Linked DNA regions of Mus musculus: region 1 is linked to region 2. The links are chromatin contacts, called in public Hi-C maps. All regions are on one chromosome and are shown on one strand. Each heading gives the region's core, a stretch centred on a gene start, on an enhancer-like site or on the middle of the called end of the contact. The rest is flanking DNA. Distances are from core to core; before and after follow the strand shown.

What was found. Hi-C and Micro-C count contacts between places; a contact is called where the count stands out from the background.
Region 1: a contact with region 2 is called in a Hi-C map of bone marrow-derived macrophages, with 2.2 times the contacts expected there. The contact joins the enhancer-like site here to the promoter of Tmem164 in region 2. A contact is called at or near these places in 2 of 39 promoter capture datasets (the C10 cell line and the HPC-7 cell line), 10 of 484 Hi-C or Micro-C datasets (the N1E-115 cell line, bone marrow-derived macrophages, cerebellum and 6 more), 6 of 115 datasets of contacts at active chromatin or transcription factors (the HPC-7 cell line, astrocytes, embryonic fibroblasts and 1 more) and 2 of 9 other capture datasets (adipose tissue and liver).

Annotation. Positions count from the first base shown.
Region 1 is chrX:142,716,761-142,719,460 of GRCm38.p6, forward strand. All of the region lies in intron 2 of Tmem164 (transmembrane protein 164), which reads left to right. Among named protein-coding and RNA genes, the nearest start is that of Mir652, 21 kb to the right of the region's middle. Within about 2 kb of position 1,386, at least 10 of the 459 cell types and tissues checked have an H3K27ac peak or open chromatin away from gene starts, as enhancers often do. A contact at or near this core is called in the N1E-115 cell line and bone marrow-derived macrophages, where this site is marked.
Region 2 is chrX:142,680,434-142,683,133 of GRCm38.p6, forward strand. Tmem164 (transmembrane protein 164) reads left to right here and starts at 1,293. Exons shown (of 7, transcript NM_001199360.1): 1 at 1,293-1,506; 2 at 1,858-2,516. The coding sequence starts at 2,130.

The sequences.
Region 1 (2,700 bases), core at 136-2,635, 36 kb after region 2:
GAGCATAGAGTTGGGGGAGGGGGACCTGAGCTTTGTTGTCCATGAGCCTTAATGACTTTTGGAGGGCAAGACAGGCTTCTAGGCTTCTTCCTGTTGCTTGTCTGTTTGGGGGGATGATTGACCCAAATCTTGTGACTTCTCTCTCTTCCTTTTAGGTTTGGGGATATAATTATTTGACAGGTGTGAGGGGTGGAAAGATTGAGGCAAGACTTACATTGGTGTTCTAAATAATTTATCTCTTCTGATCACTCTACTGAGAAAGAAAAACTCTCTACAATCTGTAGAAGACAAGTGTTCACAAGGACCAAGCGACAGAAATGATCGCAAATCACTGTCTCTTTTCATTAGAGTTTTGAACGGAATCAGACTATGTGAAGTGGGAAGTCCTACTGAGAAGCAAATTGCATTTGGGCACATCCGGGCGGCAATGGAGGTTTTCAGTTCCAGCACTTGAACCTACATGGTGCTGTGAAATCTTATTTTCAGGCTCTGTTAGGGCAGCTCCTAGTTCTGATTACATTTCCCAAATAAGCTCTTCCTCGTCATCTTCCTTTCCATGCAGAGAGAATTTTCGAGAAGCAGGAGCAGGTGAGCCCGTGTCTTTTTTTTTCCCGTGTCAGCACAATGATCCCCCCTTTCTGGTCTCTTGATTTGTGTGAAGTGAACATTTCTTTAGTTTTGATTACAGAAACAAAATGATCATAAGGAAAAGTAGAAGATACAAGAAGGGAGACGCTCCTGGAAAGTCTGTCTATTTTTTCCCTATTGTCTCTGCCTTGGCAAATGTCACTTTGCATTTCTCATAAAAGTGTAGTGTGAGATGAAAACCATCTAATTTGATAGAGGGGAGGATATTGCGGATACTACCTACCATGGCTACATGAAATAAAGTTCAGGCCTAGAAGGAACAGCAATTGAAAACAACAGCTAATCATGCATAGCTTTTGAAACAGTGGATCAAGGCAGAGAATAAAGTTGTAGGGACACACACACTCCAATCCAGCTGTCTTTGGATGTGCTTGTGGGGGGGGGGGGGGGATGGTTGGCCAAGAGGTAGAATTCAAGTTAGATCACTTTGGTGAGGCCATGCCTTAAGCTATGACACGACCCACACATACATGATTACCATTCACACTGGCACTGACTGGTATGTGATCTCTCATTTGTCTGATAGCATCATGGGGCCGTTGCACAAGGCACTGACAAAATAGCCTGTGACTCTGTCGTTGTAATTCCAGCAGCTTATTTATTTAATTGTCCTCATTACCTTATTATATAACACATGAAAAGGACAGAAAATCAAAACTCAGCCTCAGGAAAGAAGGGACAGAACGAGTGTCACTTCCTCTAGTGATGTGTACAGATAAGGAACTTACTGTGGTGCACAGCGCCTTGCCCTGCCTTGACTACAGTAAAGTAAGCAACAGCGCTCTAGATACTGTAAAAGCTGGGTAATAAGGCCAAGGATGGCTGTCATCATGCCTTCCACGATTGGCTGTCACCCAGTGACTTTGCTGTGATATGCTTGCGGGCGGTTCCTGAGAGGTCCGCTAAGCCCCTTTTCTGTGCAGGTGCCAGGAAGTGCCGTAGAAATACTGGCTCCTGATGAGAGTAAAAGCCAGGCAGCTAAATTTAATAAGACATTTGTCAAGAAGATAGAAGATAATGACCAATTTTTGGTAGACAGATAGTTGCCTGCTGAAACAAAGCTTGTATTGAACTATTTTGGAGTAGGGAGAAGCATTGCTATGACAACAAATTCCTTATATTTGATTTAGAAGGAGAGCCGTGCAGCTAAATGGTTCAGAAAGCTCATGAGAACAATTGTTGGTACGGGTCTGTGTTAAAATATAAAATGGTAAGTATGATCTGTTAAATAATTGAGCATGTTGGTGTATTCCGTATCTTTTCTCCTTTCAATAAAATATAAATAAAATTAAATGAGAAAAGTGAGCAGAGTTACATGCAAATTGTTTCACTTTTTAAGATGCCCCAAGTGAAATCTGCAGCGTTACTTTGTTGAAATACAAAAAAAAAGGTGTTTCTCATTTTCCCAATGATTAATCTGTGTGTGTGTATGTTGGTGTGTAGTGGTGTGTCTATTTGAAAGAAAAACTGCTTTTCGGATCATTTCTGTCCCTTTATTGTGCTCATGACTGATGTGAGTCAGATGCTTGTGCAATGCAGCAGGGGAAGTGGGCCTGGGCAAGTGGGGTAGGCATGGCGGATCTAGGGGAAGGATGCCTGTTAATATGGAGGCTTTGTCTCATGCAGCCAGCCTTTGCCATTCCCTAAAAAGGAAACTAAGCGGATGAGGCTGGACTCCTTTGCTGAGAACAGGTTTCAGAGCCACTGAGACTGGGTTCTGCCTGTGGGTAGATCTTAGAGCTCCTTGACAGCTCTTGAGACAGTAGTTTCAAATTCATTTTTGTTCTCCCATTTTGCCTCTTCTCTTACTTTACCCAGAGTCATCTTCGCATCTTCCCATTCACTTCTCGATTGTATGGTAGAAGATAAGACAACCTTGGAAGTAGGCTTTACTTCTGGAAGCCTGGAACATCACATCACCCTGAACTTTAAATTGCCTCTCCAGCCAGAGCTCACAAATTCACATATCCTTTCTCCTTCTTTGGAGAGGAAATTCCATTGCTACAGGGAGCTCCTTGCTATGGGGAGGAGGCTGTGTCACAGAGTTCATTC
Region 2 (2,700 bases), core at 43-2,542:
TGCGGGTGGGGGACGGGGGTGGGGAGGGAAAGAGGTCAGGAGAATCTTCTTTTCCTCCACCAAGTCTATCACTGAAGGTTCGCTGTGGTCGGAAGGGGGCGGAGAGGAAGAAGGACGGCAGGAGGGAAGGAGGGAGAGAGCCAGCAAGGTTTGTGTAGGGTGGGGGGAGGGGGGAGAGAGAGAAAAGCATCAGAGCTGGGTTAGAAGGAGTCCGAGGAGAAATCCTCAAATTTAGGCACTCAAGAAGAAAGTGAGGCTGTGACAAGAAGGTGAGCAATACTTTTATGGTCTTTTTTTTTTTTTTTTTTTGAATCTCCCATTTCAAGGCCGAAGGGAGGAAGCAGGAAGTCCATACTCAGCACACTCCCCAAGCTAAAGCCTGTCCATCAGTTTCACAGCCTTACTCCTAGAAGTTAGCGAGGACCGGCTGAGTGCCCAGTATGTGGTCAGGTATGCAAAGTAGTGGCCCGAGAACCAGGTCAACGGAGGAGTTAGTCCGCCAGGCTTAGGTGGGGAGGTGAATTCAGTCACAGTGGCGAAAGAGCAAAACTGTGCGCGAGTGCACGCTTGGAGTGCAGAAGACCAGGCTGGAGAAGGAGGAGGAAAGAGGCGGGGATGGGGCCTCCGAGGGTAGCAGGGTGGGGGCGGGGGTGGGGTGGGGTGGGGTGGGGAGCAGAGAGGAAGCAGGGCAGGAGGTGGGAAGCGAGGACGAAGTGGGTAGGCTGTGGAGGGAAGGCTGCGAGGCGGGGCAGTGGTGGCTTGAAGACGTGTGTATGTGTGTGTGTGTGTGTGTGTATGTGTGTGTGTAGGGAGGGAGTGAAGTGGATCGGAGGAGTGTGTGTGTGTGTGTGTGTGTGTAGGGAGGGGGTGAAGTGGACGGGAGGAGGGCCGAAGGTGGAGGGAGTTGGCGACGAGGGGGTGGAGAGAGGGAGGGGAAACCGGAGGAAGCGAGCGGCGGCTGCCGGGGGAGGAAGGCAAGGAGGAGGAGCCGGAGCGGCGGCGGTGGCGGCTGCTGCTGCTGCTGCGGCCGCCTGGGGAGCCCAGCCGAGTGCCGCCTGGGGCTGCGGGGAGTGAGGGGAGACGGAGAGTTCGGTGGAGCCCGGGCAGCGGAGCCGAGCAGCGGGTGAGTGGAGCCCCAGGGGGACTCGGCGGCCAGTCCTCGGGGGGCCGGACGAGGAGGAGCGGGAAGATGGAGCGGTGGCGGCGGGGCGGAGGGTGGCGGCCCCATGGCCCGGCCCCTGGCTGGCCCCGCGTCCCCGCCCTCCCTCTCGGCTTCCTCCCGCCGCCCGCCTGCGCCTGGGGGGCTGGTCCGGAGCAGGCGGAGGGCTGAGGGTGGCGCTGGCCCGGAGGGCGGGCGTGAGGGGCCAGGGGGGGTGGAGCTGGGGGTTCGGGGGTGTACCCAGGGGCGGGAGGCTGGACCGGGACTGCTCTAAATTGGCTGGAGAGGGGGCCCCGTCGGCGGCGAAGTTGCTAGCTGGGGGCAGAGACGGCCACGCGGTTGCAGGAGTAAGACCCCCCCCCCCTCTCGTGGAGTGGCTGAGACGAGGAGTCCGGCGTCCCTGCCCTCCCCGTCGCCCTCCCCGCCTGCCCAGCCCTGCTAGCTTCTCTCCTAGCCTCCGCGTGTCCCCTCTCTCTCTCACCCCCTTCTGCCTCCCGCTTGGCTCCCTCGGCAGTGCCTAGTGCCGGGCCCCCTAGGTCCCAGTCCTGACCCTCTTGGCCTCCAACTTGCCTTCACCCGTGCTTGCTTGGCCACCACTCCCGTTCCCCTTTTCTTCCCTCACTAGTTACCCCTCCCCGCTTCGTTAATTCCCGTGCAATTGCCTCTTTGAGACCTTTTTTTCCTCTCCTTCCTTTTAGATTGGCCAACGGCTCCTTTCAACCCTGCCTCGTTGGTGGCCACTGGAGAAGCGCGGGGGGCTCCCCAGACAGCCGTGGGGACAAGTTAGAGCCAGCACTTTATCCCGGGCCTCGCGTGTAGCTTTCCCTCCCCTGTTCTAGGTGCCCCAGTGTCCAGAGGGGGGTGCGGGTGTGCCCTCCTTACATGTTCCACCGCCCGGGCAACCCTTCGGTCTCGTGTTCCATCTCGCTCTTGCTTCCTGTACCGTAGTCAAGTGGAGCCACTTTGCATCATGTCCCGGTATAGCTACCAAAGTCTCCTGGACTGGCTCTATGGGGGCGTCGACCCCAGTTTTGCAGGCAATGGGGGCCCCGACTGTGCTGCCTTCCTGTCTTGGCAGCAGCGGCTGCTGGAAAGTGTGGTGGTCCTGACCCTGGCCCTGTTGGAGATCCTGGTGGCCCTGCGGCACATCCTGAGGCAGAAGGAGGACGGTAGGGGTGGCCGTAGCAGCCAGCCACAGCAGGTGACCCAGCGGCCAGAGGAAGGCAAGGAGAGCCTGAGCAAGAATCTGCTCTTAGTAGCCCTGTGCCTGATCTTCGGGGTGGAGGTGGGCTTTAAGTTCGCCACCAAGACCGTCATCTACCTGCTCAACCCTTGTCACCTGGTCACCATGATGCATGTGAGTCTGTTGACTTTTTCCTGGGCAGCCTAAGTGATAAGAGTCATTAGCGTGCTCAGGACACTGGTGTGTAGAGCACTTCGTTCCCGTGGGAAGTGGGACCCTTACAAATGCTTTTCCAACCAGCATCCGCTTTTGTGCTAGTAAACTTCAGCATTGCACAACAGGTCAGCCCCACAGTGGA